Linked DNA regions of Mus musculus: region 2 is linked to region 1. A link is a contact called in public Hi-C data. All regions are on one chromosome and are shown on one strand. Each heading gives the region's core, a stretch centred on a gene start, on an enhancer-like site or on the middle of the called end of the contact. The rest is flanking DNA. Distances are from core to core; before and after follow the strand shown.

Evidence for each region. A called contact is a pair of places that touch in the nucleus more often than the background predicts.
Region 2: a contact with region 1 is called in a Hi-C map of the N1E-115 cell line, with 7 times the contacts expected there. The contact joins two enhancer-like sites. A contact is called at or near these places in 2 of 484 Hi-C or Micro-C datasets (the N1E-115 cell line and neural progenitor cells), 1 of 115 datasets of contacts at active chromatin or transcription factors (embryonic stem cells) and 1 of 9 other capture datasets (adipose tissue).

What each region holds. Positions count from the first base shown.
Region 1 is chr9:46,312,259-46,318,436 of GRCm38.p6, reverse strand. 4931429L15Rik (RIKEN cDNA 4931429L15 gene) reads left to right here. Exons shown (of 13, transcript NM_183104.2): 2 at 1,710-1,889; 3 at 2,381-2,603. Among named protein-coding and RNA genes, the nearest start is that of 4931429L15Rik, 4.6 kb to the left of the region's middle. Within about 2 kb of position 3,301, at least 44 of the 459 cell types and tissues checked have an H3K27ac peak or open chromatin away from gene starts, as enhancers often do. A contact at or near this core is called in the N1E-115 cell line, where this site is marked.
Region 2 is chr9:46,481,367-46,487,468 of GRCm38.p6, reverse strand. All of the region lies in intron 1 of Gm31432 (a long non-coding RNA gene), which reads right to left. Among named protein-coding and RNA genes, the nearest start is that of Gm22659, 79 kb to the left of the region's middle. Within about 2 kb of position 4,823, at least 22 of the 459 cell types and tissues checked have an H3K27ac peak or open chromatin away from gene starts, as enhancers often do. A contact at or near this core is called in the N1E-115 cell line, where this site is marked.

The DNA of each region.
Region 1 (6,178 bases), core at 2,052-4,551:
AAGTCCCATGGAATTGTAGACGCTTCCCCATCTTATTCATTTACCTGTGGCACTTCCATTCAAACCCTTGCTGTACACAGGCTGGGCAAACCACTGGGCTATCCCCAGCCCAACTCTTGTAAAACCGAACAGATCCAGAGAGGTGAGGCAAACTCAGCCAAGGCCACACAAAGACTTGTACCACATCCCATCACCCTTGGTTGTCTCAGAAGAGCCCAGAAAGACCCTAGCCAGAAGCCGAGGTTGGACTGAGACCCTCAGGATGAGTTCAGCCAGCAGGGGGCAGGAGTAAGCCATGGCCAGTACTAGGCTCTCGAGAAGGAAAACTCTGGCTAGGAGGCAGAAGCAGGCAGATTTCTGAGTTTGAGGCCAGCTTACACCTCCCACTGCTCCAAGTCTAACCTTGGGCTTCATAACTTCCTGTGGCCTCTCTGGACACCAAGAGCCATTTCCCTAAGGCCCAGGATTTATAGAGGACAGCAAAGATAGCCAGCCACTCAACCAGCCCCAGCCCCATCTGCCAGAGACCAGGCATCCAGACCCTGGTAGGGGGAAGCTGTGGCTGGTAAATAAAAAAATTTATTAAGAATATGTTAGCTGAGCCGGGCAGTGGTGGTGCACGTCTTTAATCCCAGTACTTGGGAGGCAGAGGCAGGCGGATTTCTGAGTTCAAGGCCAGCCTGGTCTACAGAGTGAGTTCCAAGTCAGCCAGGGCTACACAGAGAAACCCTGTCTCGAAAAAAGAAAGAAAGAAAGAAAGAAAGAAAGAAAGAAAGAAAGAAAGAAAGAAAGAAAGAAAGGAAGGAAGGAAGGAAGGAAGGAAGGAAGGAAGGAAGGAAGGAAGGAAGGAGAGAGAGAGAGAGAGAGAGAGAGAGAGAGAGAGAGAGAGAAAGAAAGAAAGAAAGAAAGAAAGAAAGAGAAAGAAAGAAAAAGAAAGAAAAGAAAAGAAAAGAAAGAAAAGAGAATATGTCAGCTGGAGTGAAGCAATGGCTCGGTCTGTAAAGAATTTGCCTTATAAACACAAGGACCTGAGTTCAATTCCCAGAATCCAGTAAAAAACGCCCTGTTCCTAAGCCAGTGTAAGAGGCAAAGAAAGGAGGGCCCTTGGGCCTGGCTGGCCAGTCTGTCTAGTTTAATTGGTGGGTTCCAGGCCAATGAGAGATGCTGTCTCAAAGGAGGTGGACAAGTTCTCTGAGGTGACACCAAGACTGTCCTCCAGCCTGACACACAGGAAAGCAGCAGGCTTGCTTGCACAGCGCCTGCCTGCCCTTCATGGTGGCCAGCCTTCCTTCCTCTTCCTGCTCACTCTAGTGAAGACCCCAGGGTAGTGAGGAGAAGCTGGAGAGGAAACAAGGAACCAGCAGACAGCTGGGGGTGCTGGCCACACACTCCCCAACCCTGGCAGCACAAGCCCCATCATTGGGTGCTAATTAAATCCCCCTAATGAGGAAAACGGATGCAGGAGCTGGCTCCTCCGTGGCCTCCCCGGCCCACCGCCCTTGCCTCTCCATCGGACTTATCGCTCGTCACAGGATGTTTACAATAATTTTTAATTTGTGCAATTATTAATCACTTTTCTATCTCCCTCATTTGCATAATAATTAGTCATCTCACTGTTTGGCATGCCTGTGAATGACAGTGTTTTAAATTGAATTAAGATTTTAATATTCTATTTTCCTGCTTTCTTCCCCTCCACACGCTAATCAAAGTCAGATTTGGCAGCCAGAGGGAGGGTACGGAGGAGGTTGGCAGGCACTGGACTTGGCCCATTCTGTGCTCCTGAGAACCAACCGTGCTGAGAACAGGGCCTGTGGAGAAGGCAACAAGCAATCACCCTACTCCAAACGGAGGCTGAAGGGGTTAACCCAGCCATAGCTAATTGAGCAGAGGTAATGAGGAGTGGGGAGGGGCAGCCAGGGAGGAGGGGTGGGGAGGGAGGAGGGTCACAGGCTCAGCGGCACCAGAGAGCAAGAAAAGTGCTTTTCATTTATTTTCTTTTCCAAGTAGGCTGCTTTTGGTAAGGGAACACTAGAGGGGACATGATAGGCCAGCCATTGATCCCCAGTTAGACTAGGTTAACTGTGAAGGCTCTGAGTCCCGCAAGTGGAGGAAGCAGGCTGGAGCAGCCTAAAATCCCATTCATTGCGTCTCTCTCAACGTGCAAGACAATTTTCTGGGGTTGACTCCCTGTTCTTCTCCCCACTTCTCCACACACCAACAGGTCCTCTGCCCAAGTTGGGTGCCTCACGGGTGAGGAACAAGAAGTAAGGGATTTCCACCGACAAGGGACAGCAGACAGGCCACGTGTCCCCTAAGTTAGAGGCAGCTGTGGCTCTACAGATCATTTTCTAACCCTAAATCCTTCTTCTAATCACGCCAGGGATTCAGCCTCAGCCTGGAGGAGGGCCTGTTCTATTGCTGCCTCCCTTTGGATTGCCTTTCGTGTTGCCATGGTGATCCCTAGGCTACCCAGGATACCCATTGCTGCCCCAGAATTCTCTGCTTGAGCAGAGCGGCTCTCCCTTCAGCCTGTTTAGAACACCTTTCTTTTTACTATGATATGCTCAAGCTCTGCAAAAACCAACACCGCTTTGTCCATACAGGTGAGTCGGGATGGACATTGGCTCCCAGAGATGGGCTCTGTGCAAACAATATGAAGGCAGGTCAGCCATCACAGGCAAGGGGCTGGAAACCACACTCCAACACAGCCACCAAGCTCTTCCCCCACACCACACAAGGGCTTTCAACTCTGCACATGAGGACCAAAATCAGGAAAGTCCCCCATGAGGGAAAGAAGAAAAGGGGTCTTGTCAGGAGGAGAGCTAGGCTGGAAGGGTTTGAACCCCTACCTCCAGTGGGTCGCCTCCTTCTCTGGATCCCCTTTGGCTCAGGACATCCCAGAGCGTCCTTGCCCTCCTACTAATTCCTGCTGACACACATGGAGAGGCTCTGGCCTCAAGGCTGGTCCATCTAGGTGCCCACACAACCTAGTGTCTGCCCAAAGGAATAGCAACAGCAATAAGCCATCAGGATTTAGGAAAGGCACAGCCCAATCTAGGATGAACAGGAAAGCAATGAGAAGCCAGGCCGGGAGCTTTGAGCTGTGTCCCCAGGCCAAACCAGAGAAAGCACTCAGTCTCTCAGCCCCAGACAGGCTAAGAGAATCCAGAGTATCACCTGGGGACATCAGCACTAAGGAAAACCCAGACTTGTAGATAATCAACTCTAACCAGTACAGCCTTGTTTCTGGATCCTTATGGCCCTGGAATGAGAAGTGGTAAGGCCCATAGCTAGTGCTATAGCAGCCTCTACTGGCCACCTTTGCCTTCTATGCTGTGCCAGGAGCCCTGCATCCTAGTTGTTTGGGATGGTCCTGTGAACACCTGTTGTCATTAATGCTGAGGACTCACTCTCAGAAATACCCCAGTACACACATGACTTCAGTAGCCTTCAGTCACAGCCGAGTTCCATGTCCCAGAATGCCTTCAAGGGCATAGAGAAATAGGTGGTGCGTTAAGATCTCTGACCCCGGCAGCAAAGCATCTTTCTCATCAGACCACAGGAGTGAATAATTCAGAGTCCTCTGTCCTGGGCCAGGACTAAGGCTTCTTGACAGCGCCACCGTGAAGAAGATGGAAAGCAGGTGTGTGGTGAGCAGGAGGGAGGGGCCTTGGCCTAAAGAGGGTAGAAGGGATGAGATGGAAGTATCCAGAGGGCAGGAAGTGCCAAGGGTGTGACATGCTATTGCTGCATGTGTCCAGCAGATGGCAACATAGAGCAGTCTGCATCAGCTCTTGGAAGGGACCTGCCTGAGCCAGGACTGGCTTCTGATGTCCTGCAGTGCAGAGCGCGCTCTCTCTCTCTCTCTCTCTCTCTCTCCTGTTCTTGGTCCATTTCCCCCCAGATGAGTCCTTAGGTAGGCTAAACTACAAAATCGCTAAAGAATACATTTCATAAGCCCTATGCCTACCTTCCCAGGAGAGGAAAATTGGAAGAGAAGCCAGGCCTATTAGCTCCATGGATTCCTGGAGCCCTCTGTCTTTTCCCAGTGCCTGCGTGGTGCAAAGCTCCAAGGGAACCCTTTTTCCCTCACCCACTGGGTCAGGGATTCTGAGTCCAGAGATGAAGAGACCTGTGTGAGCTGAGGGAATGTCTCCACGGTCTGTCATTCAGAGATGTTCATGCCGATTAGCAGCATGGTGATGGGCAATGTCCACTTACCATCAGGATCTGCAGAATGTGAGGATCTAGGAACGGCAGCCATAGCTGCTATCTCATAGAGCTCTATCAGGCGGAGAGAACCTGAGCTGCTACTGACAGATCTCCAGCATCTCCTCCTTCTGAGTCCCCTCCAGGTAAAACAGAGGCCAGACTGGAAGTCTCAGAAGGCACACCCTGCCTACACAAGCATATTACTATCACAAGCTTGGGTTGCTGTCCTAGGGCCCCAGTCCCAGACCATTAACTTGCTCTATGGATCCAAGACTCTCTAGGCATGTGGATAGAGACAATTTGGAGTCTTAAGTTCCCTAGGCAGAAGGAGATTTTTCAGAAAAGGAATAATGAAGATCTTCAAATCCAGGAAGATTTGATGCCTTCAAAGGTGTTCAGCCCACACCTACACATCATTCACGAACTAGTCACTGAGTCTTCAAGTCCACACTTGGTTAGTTGGTTCATCTTGCTTTGTATTGAAGGTTGGCCTCAAGTTCACTATGTTAGCCCCAGCTGGCCCCAAACTCCCAATAATCCTCCTGACTCAGCCTCCCAAGTTGCAGAGATTACAAGCATAGGCCACCACACCCAGGTGCAAGCTCACTCTTGCTTGCCCAGTTCTTACCTACAGAGAAAGCTTATGCTGGCCTCCGGGTGAATTCAACAAATATTAAATGTCTTGTATGGGCCCGACTTTGGGCTGGTTGCTGGAGATTGTGGCCTCTATCTTTAATAAACTCTAAGTCCACAGGCGAAGGAAAACATGAAGTTCGCTGTACTACAGAGACCTCTAGTAGAGTTGGGAATATAACGCATCATGGAGTGAGCCCCTGATGCCACTGTGTCAGCAGCAAGGGACAGGGAGAATGTCCAGGAAGGAAATGACATTTGAGCAGGGTGCTGAAGGCTAAGAGCCGGAGGATTGGAAGTAAAGACCATGCTCACTCAGGGTGTGTGTAGTCCAGGGAGGGGCAGGTAAAGAAGTCCCACAGGCTGTGAAGGCTCTCAAGCAAAGGCTGAGGATGCTGGACCTTACATAAGGGCTTCTCCCAGAATCTGCTTCCAGCAGGTCATTCCTGACCTCGGCCTTCTCTCTGGTGTCTGCACTCCTGCCTCTCCCCTCCCCGTTCTCACAAAAGCCACAGACTCCCTGCCTCTGGGCCTGGCAAAGCTACTCCATAAATATCTGATTGGACAGTTCCCTGTGCTAATGTGGCAGTTATGTGACCCAGCACACACAGGACCATCAGTTAGCCTAGCTAATGAGATCTCTTCTAAGGAGCTGGAGAGCAAAGATCTGTATGCACCCTGGTCACCTCCCACCTGCAGTTCCCACCCAGCTGGTTATGAACCCAAGGACCCCACAATCCCCAAACAGGATAAACGTCGTCTTCGGAGTCCCGTGAAGCTCAGGAAAGACTCAACCAGGAAGCAGATTCTGTGCAGGGAACACTGCAAACGTCTAAAGTAGAACTGGGTGACAGGGCCACTCTCTAGCTGTGACAAGCTGGGCATTCACCTAGTAACCCAGGTGGCTGCTTGAGTGGTGACTTTGCCACACTTTCACAAGGAGGCTTTAAACTGGGACTCAGAAGCTAAGTTCTGGTTAGGCATGGCGGCTGCTGCCTGTAATCTTAGCACACTGGTGGTGGAGGCGAGAGGGTCAGGGGTTCAAGACCGTTCTTGGCTACATAGCAAGTTCAGAGCCACATAAAGAAAGGCACCTGTGGCCAAGCTTGACAATCCGAGTTCCATGCCTGGGACCCACGTGGCAGAAGGATAGAGGTGACTCCCACAAGTTGTCCTCTGACCACACACACACACACACACACACACACACACACACACCATAAAAGTTTGTTTTAAAAGCACTGATTCACTTAGGGGCAGCAATTATACCCCAGCAGATAAAGCACATTCCTTAAAGGGCTGACTATCAGAGTTCGATCCCTGGAGTCCACAT
Region 2 (6,102 bases), core at 3,574-6,073, 170 kb before region 1:
GTGTCCTTTGATGCTTGCTTCCATCAAACATGGCCTGCCCCACCAAAAGCCCAAAGCAGAGAGGACAAGTGGCCATGGACCAAACCGAGAAAACTGCAAGCCAAAATCATCTCTTCCCCCCCCCTTGCAGGTTTGACTTCTTTCAGGTTTGTCACGGTAACGGAAAGCTATCTACCCCTCTCTTAAAACATTGCCTGCTGACACAGAAGAGCCCATCAGTTTATGTGTATGCACTTCCTATATTACAAAGGTCAGAAACAGAGATCAGATTTTTCATTTTTTGTTTTTCAAGTACTTTTACATTTATTACTTACCTATTATATGTGTGTGTGTATATGTGTGTGTTTATGTAGATGTGTGTGGGTATGTATATATATGTAGATGTGTATATATGTGGGTGTATGTGGGTGTGTGCATGTGTATATGTATCTGAGTGCATATATATATATATATATATATATATGTATATGTGTGTGCATGTGTATACGTGTATGTATTTGAGTGCATGTGTATATGTATATGTGTGTATGCATATATATGTGTACATGTGTGTATTATGTTTATATGTGTATTTGTGTGTGTATATATGTAGATTTATGTATGTTTGTGTGTGTGTGTGTTTATGTGTGCTCATATACATGCATGCTCAGGGTTCAGAGGAAAACTTTCAGTAGTGATTCTCTTCTGCCATATGGGTCCTAGAAATCAAACTCAGGCCGTCAGGCTTGGCAGCAAGCCCCCTCTCCTGCAGAGCCATCTTGCTGTCCTTTCTTCCATTTTTCTATCATTTGTCCATAGAAAACATAGTATTCTTTTATGATGTAAGACACATTATCTGAGTTGTGCCTTCCTTCTCTGGTCCCAGAGCTATCCAGTTTTCCCGACCTCTTTTATATGTAACAAAGTGGATAATTCTGTATTGTCTTAACAGCTGGCATCAGAATTGTTCTTAGGGGAGAACTGTCACTGTTTGGAAGGTTAGCTTGATAAACGCAGAATAAGAGTGAACCTTCTAAGGCCTCAGTGGCAATGACACTGAGAGCTGGGATGGAGGGGAAACCACTCTGCATGGGACTCAGAAGAACCTGTTGTTATTCACAGAAAAGGAGAGATGACAGAGAATGAAGATCAAGAAGAGAGCGGATAGCCAGAAAAGTGGCAAGAGATTCCAGCGTGTTGGAGACCGCTGCATCATCTGGAGAAGTGGCACCTACGTGTATTTTAAAAGATGATGCTTAGCCAGGCATGGTGGCCCAGGTCTGTGATCCCAGTACACATGAGGCCAAATAAGGCGAGAGGATCATTACAAGTTCAAGCTCAGCCTAGGCTATGCATAGTAAGTTCTGGGCTCGCCTGAGCTATGCAATGAAAATATCTTCTTTTTAAAAAAAAATGATGCTTGTGAAAGTAAAATTTCGCATTTCAGCACCGTGAAACCCTCTGCGCCTATAACACTCTTGCCCAAGACTGCTTGGGTGGATGGATTTTTGTTTTCAACTACAACATCTTAGAAAATTAGTGAGCAAATTCTAAAACAGAAGGATGCTGCATACCTGTAATCCTAGAACTTGAGAGATAAGTCAGGAGGACCAAGAGTTCAAGGCAAACCTCAGCAACACAGAATCCTAGGACCAGCCTGAGCTGGGTGAGAAAGCTGCAAAAGACAAGCAAACAAATAAGAAGTGTTGGAACAAAAATCACAAAAGAGTAATTATTTTAAAAGAAGAGACATTTCTTAGAGCTATTAGAATTAACCCAAACTGTGACAAGTGCTTTGGTCAGGCTAGGCCATATTTTGCTGCAAAAATAAAACCTTCCAAACACAACCAATTGAAACACTATAGCCTTGTTCTTCACACATGTCTAGTGTGGGTACTAGAAGGTTCTGCAATTTCCCTGCTCTGGGTTTCAGCTGGCCGGGAGCAGTACAAGAAGGTAAGAGGACACAGTATATTACACACCAGCGTTGAAAGTGTCCTCCAAGAAGTGACAGATGTCACCTGCACTCACATTCAGCCAGGTCTGACTCCTAGTGGTCAGGGAAATGCAGAGAGCATTGAGTGTGAATGCCAATGACCACTGTGATCACCATCTTCTTAAAGAAACTGCAATACTGCCATGAGCACTAACCAATAAGCCAACAGAGCAAAATCGTGGGCCCAGAAGCATTTATTTATACACAGTGCATATAGATTAGAGAGTATATTAGCTGGTATACAGGATGCAGGTGAATTTGTAAGGAGCTGGTGGGGGCTGGGGCCAGGGGCAGCGGGGAGTACAGTTGGCTCAACTGGCTTACTATGCAGATTTTATTAAAACACTGTGTGTCTCTCTTTCCACTATGTAAAACTTGAACTATCCCAGGCAATTAAGCCCCTAAGTGTGGTTCGCAAAACTATAAAACTAACTGGAGAGAATGTGAAAGGCAGCTCTATGACCTTGGTATTAGATGACTTCTTTAATAAGACCCCAGAAGGCACAAACTAAAAGACAAAAAAAAAAAAAAAAAAAAGCAATGATGTATTTGGCTAGACTAATTCCAAACCTTCCTGTTCCCAGAAGGAGCCTGCAGAGTCAACAGGCAACTAAGGTGACCCATGACACCCACGACTAAAACAAAGATGTGTGGAGACAGAACATTTTACAAACTCTTTGAAATCAGCAAGAAAGACACAGGGAAGAAGGGCAAAAACAATGCCCAACAATTTGTGTAAGGTGGAATCCACAGTGGGGGAGCCCATGAAAAGGACATTTGTACAATTACATGGTAGTCAGAGCAGTGCAAAGAGAGGGAAGGCGGCCTGAGGCCCGTCCGCATGGCAACCATGCCAACAAGTATTGGAAAACGTGTGGGGAGGGACAGAAGCCCACAGAAATGGCAGAGGAAGGAAGGGTCCACTCCTGCTCTAAGTGAAACCAACCAAGACCCAACAGATCTTCCAGTACACACCACCTCAGATCAACTTCTTCATGCTACCCAGGAAAGCATAGACTGCAAGCTGTCCTTACAAGGAATTCTGGACAACATGAATGTCTATCCATCTAGGGGATCAAAGGCACAATTTGGTACAAACATGCTTAGGACAAAATGCTCTTTGGCAGCCAGCACTAGGAAGATGGGTGAATTTAGTTGACATAAGTTAACAATATAAGAGAGTTGAGAGAAAAAAATGTAAGGAAGAGATTTTTAAAATACACATGTATATAAATACATCCTTGGCTCTATTTCTGTCTTAGTTAGGGTTTTACTGCTATGAACAGACACCATAACCAAGGCAACTCTGATAAAGACAACATTTAATTGGGGCTAGCTTACAGGTTCAGAGGTTCAGTTCAGTATCATCAAAGCGGGAGCATGGCAGCGTCTAGGCAGGCATGGTGCAGGAGGAGCTGAGAGTTCTACATCTTCATCTGATGGCTGCTAGGAGAAGACTGGCTTCCAGGCGGCTGGGATGAGGGTCTTAAAGCCCATGCCCATAGTGACACACCTACTCCAAGAAGGCCACACCTACTTCAACAAGGCCACACCTACTCCAACAAGGCCACACCTACTCCAACAAGGCCACACCTCCAAATAATGCCACTTCTTGGGCTAAGCATATTCAAACCATGACAGTTTCTCAAATCCTGAGCTTTCAAAATCTTGAGATATGTTTCTGCTGTTTATAAGCCATCCAAATCACCGCATTCTGCTGCAACAGCCCACTCACTGGACATCATCAAGTACGGAAGAGTCTTAATCAAACCCACCTGGCCACACCCACTTTGTCTCCAGATTCTGAACCCGTTGATTGTAACTACAATCAGTTTTAGACACATCCAAATATGGAAACTCTAGATTCTCATGTAACTCAGCTCCTTTACAGGAGTGGGCAGATGAGTTATGTAGCTATTTTACTTCTGGGCAGTATTATGAAGGGCTGACTCTACAGATCACAGTCCCTGGTGGCATGGGTAGCCATCTATCCCAATCATCCATCCTCCTGTTTCCTAATGTCCCCATCAGAGGAGCTGTGACCCTCCTAGACACCAGACAAGCACAGGGACCCAACTATGTTCTCCGGGTGCCATCTGGGGTTCATAAACAAACAAGCAAAGTCATGCTGTGCTAAACCTGAGACCTGGGGAAGGAGGATCTTGACCTGAGGTCAGGGCCAGCAGCAGCCACAGCCCCAAGACTAAGGGATTTCTGAGTGCCCCTCCCAAACCTGGAAGCCCCCATTCCCAACCCCAGGCTGACCTCTCCTGGCCAGACCCTGCCAAGCAGTTTGGAAAGAGAAAGGATGAGACATCCTGGATTCATTTCTCCCTCACTGTCTTCTGCAAAGAAAGAACAGGACAAAGAAGAAATGAGGAGAAATGGGTCTCCCCACTCTCCAGCCTACCCTGCTCCCCTAGACTCCAGCTGCCAGCCTAAAACCACAAAGCCTTTTTGCTCACAACCCAAAGGGAGAGAAAAGAGGAACGGAAAAAAAAGAAGAGAAGGCAGCCGCAGCTGATTTCAAAAGGCGGGCTAATTTGTGCAGCCCCGGACAGCCACATTTGCATAATGAAATGTGCAGAGGATGTTTGGCTCATGTATTTTTTAGAAGGTTTAACTTTAATTTTATTTAGCCTAAGAAGGGCATGTCACTCAAACTCCGCTGGTCATTTATAAAAATATTTCAATTGTGTTTCCAAGGAGCTGTCTTTCTGGCCTAAGTGGCTGGTGCTGGAGGTTGGGAATGCTAATGCAGAGGTCGGGAGATCGATAGGGGAGGGAGAGAATGAGCAAGGGAGACGGGAGGGGCAGAGATGCTAAGAACAGCGGTGAAGAAAGGACTGGATGCTAAGGAAAAGAATGAGAGCTGACTTTGTGCAGTGGAACAATGCTCCCAGAGAGGCAGTCGCTCTAACAGCAACCTAGGACACTTCCACTGGTGGGGATGGGTGTTTCCAGCAGACCACGCCCTACTCACACTGGTCTCAAGTGGGCCCAGCCCTTCCAGTCCACAGAGTTTGAATTTCTATTCAGTTTGCTACTCCGATCTCCCACAAATACAGTTTCCAAGAAAGTCATCCTCAAACCAAGCTGTCTTCTCATCACTGGGTCCTTTGCAAGAAGCGCTTTCTCCATCTGTCACCCTGAATCTCACTGTGGGACTGTGCACCCAAGTTGAGAAAGGGAAGGCCCAGCTTAGCCACACTGCAGGCTTCCTTCCTCCAGCCCCCTCAACTCCCTACCTTCCATTTCCCACAAACGCCCCAGACATGTTACACCACTGGACCAAGCATGGCTTCAAACTCATTACAACATCTAGTACAGAAGAGATGAGGAAGGAGGAAGGAGGGGACAGAAATTCCCTCTTTCCTCCTCGGGACCGCAAAGAACTTCTCAAAGACCCTAGAGGCAAAATTTGTGGCTGGCAGATTTAAAAGATGGGGCCAGACACAGGAGAAACTCCCTAGCAGAGGAAGCTAGGCCCTCCCTGCTCATTCCTGGCTACTTATTCACACCACAAAACCTGGGTACCCTTGAGTTCTTCTCTTAGTCTCAAAGACTGGAAAAGAAACTTCAAGCTTCGTGCAAAACGGCTTGACGTCCTTATTCAGTCCCCTCTGAACAGCTGTCCACGCTGAGTTTTCAGCTTTCATCTTGACCAGGGACACGACCTATGGCTCAGGCATTCTGAGTCTGATACCTCCCAAGGTCTCAGTCTTGGAGCTCACAATGCCTAAGCCAGCTGCAAAGTGAAGGGCCTCACTACAGCATTCTACACATGACACATCCCAAAACGTACTGGAAAAGTAATTATCAGGCCAGTAAGATGGCTCGGCCAATAAGAACGCAGACCACAAACCCTAATGACCTGAGTTTGACCCCCAGTCCTATATGGTAATAGAAGAGAGAGAAATGACTCCCTCAAGTTGTCCCCTAACCTCCACTTGTACTCTGTGGAGAAAACATACACGCAGAGACATACAACAAATAAGTGGAATTTAATTTTTTTCAATTAAATTTACACCCAGCCAGAATAGGCCAGGGCTGTTAGTTTAACCCCCAGAGTTCATGAACTTGGCTGAGAGTTGTGTGGAATAGGGAAGAAAGGTTCATAGGTTGAC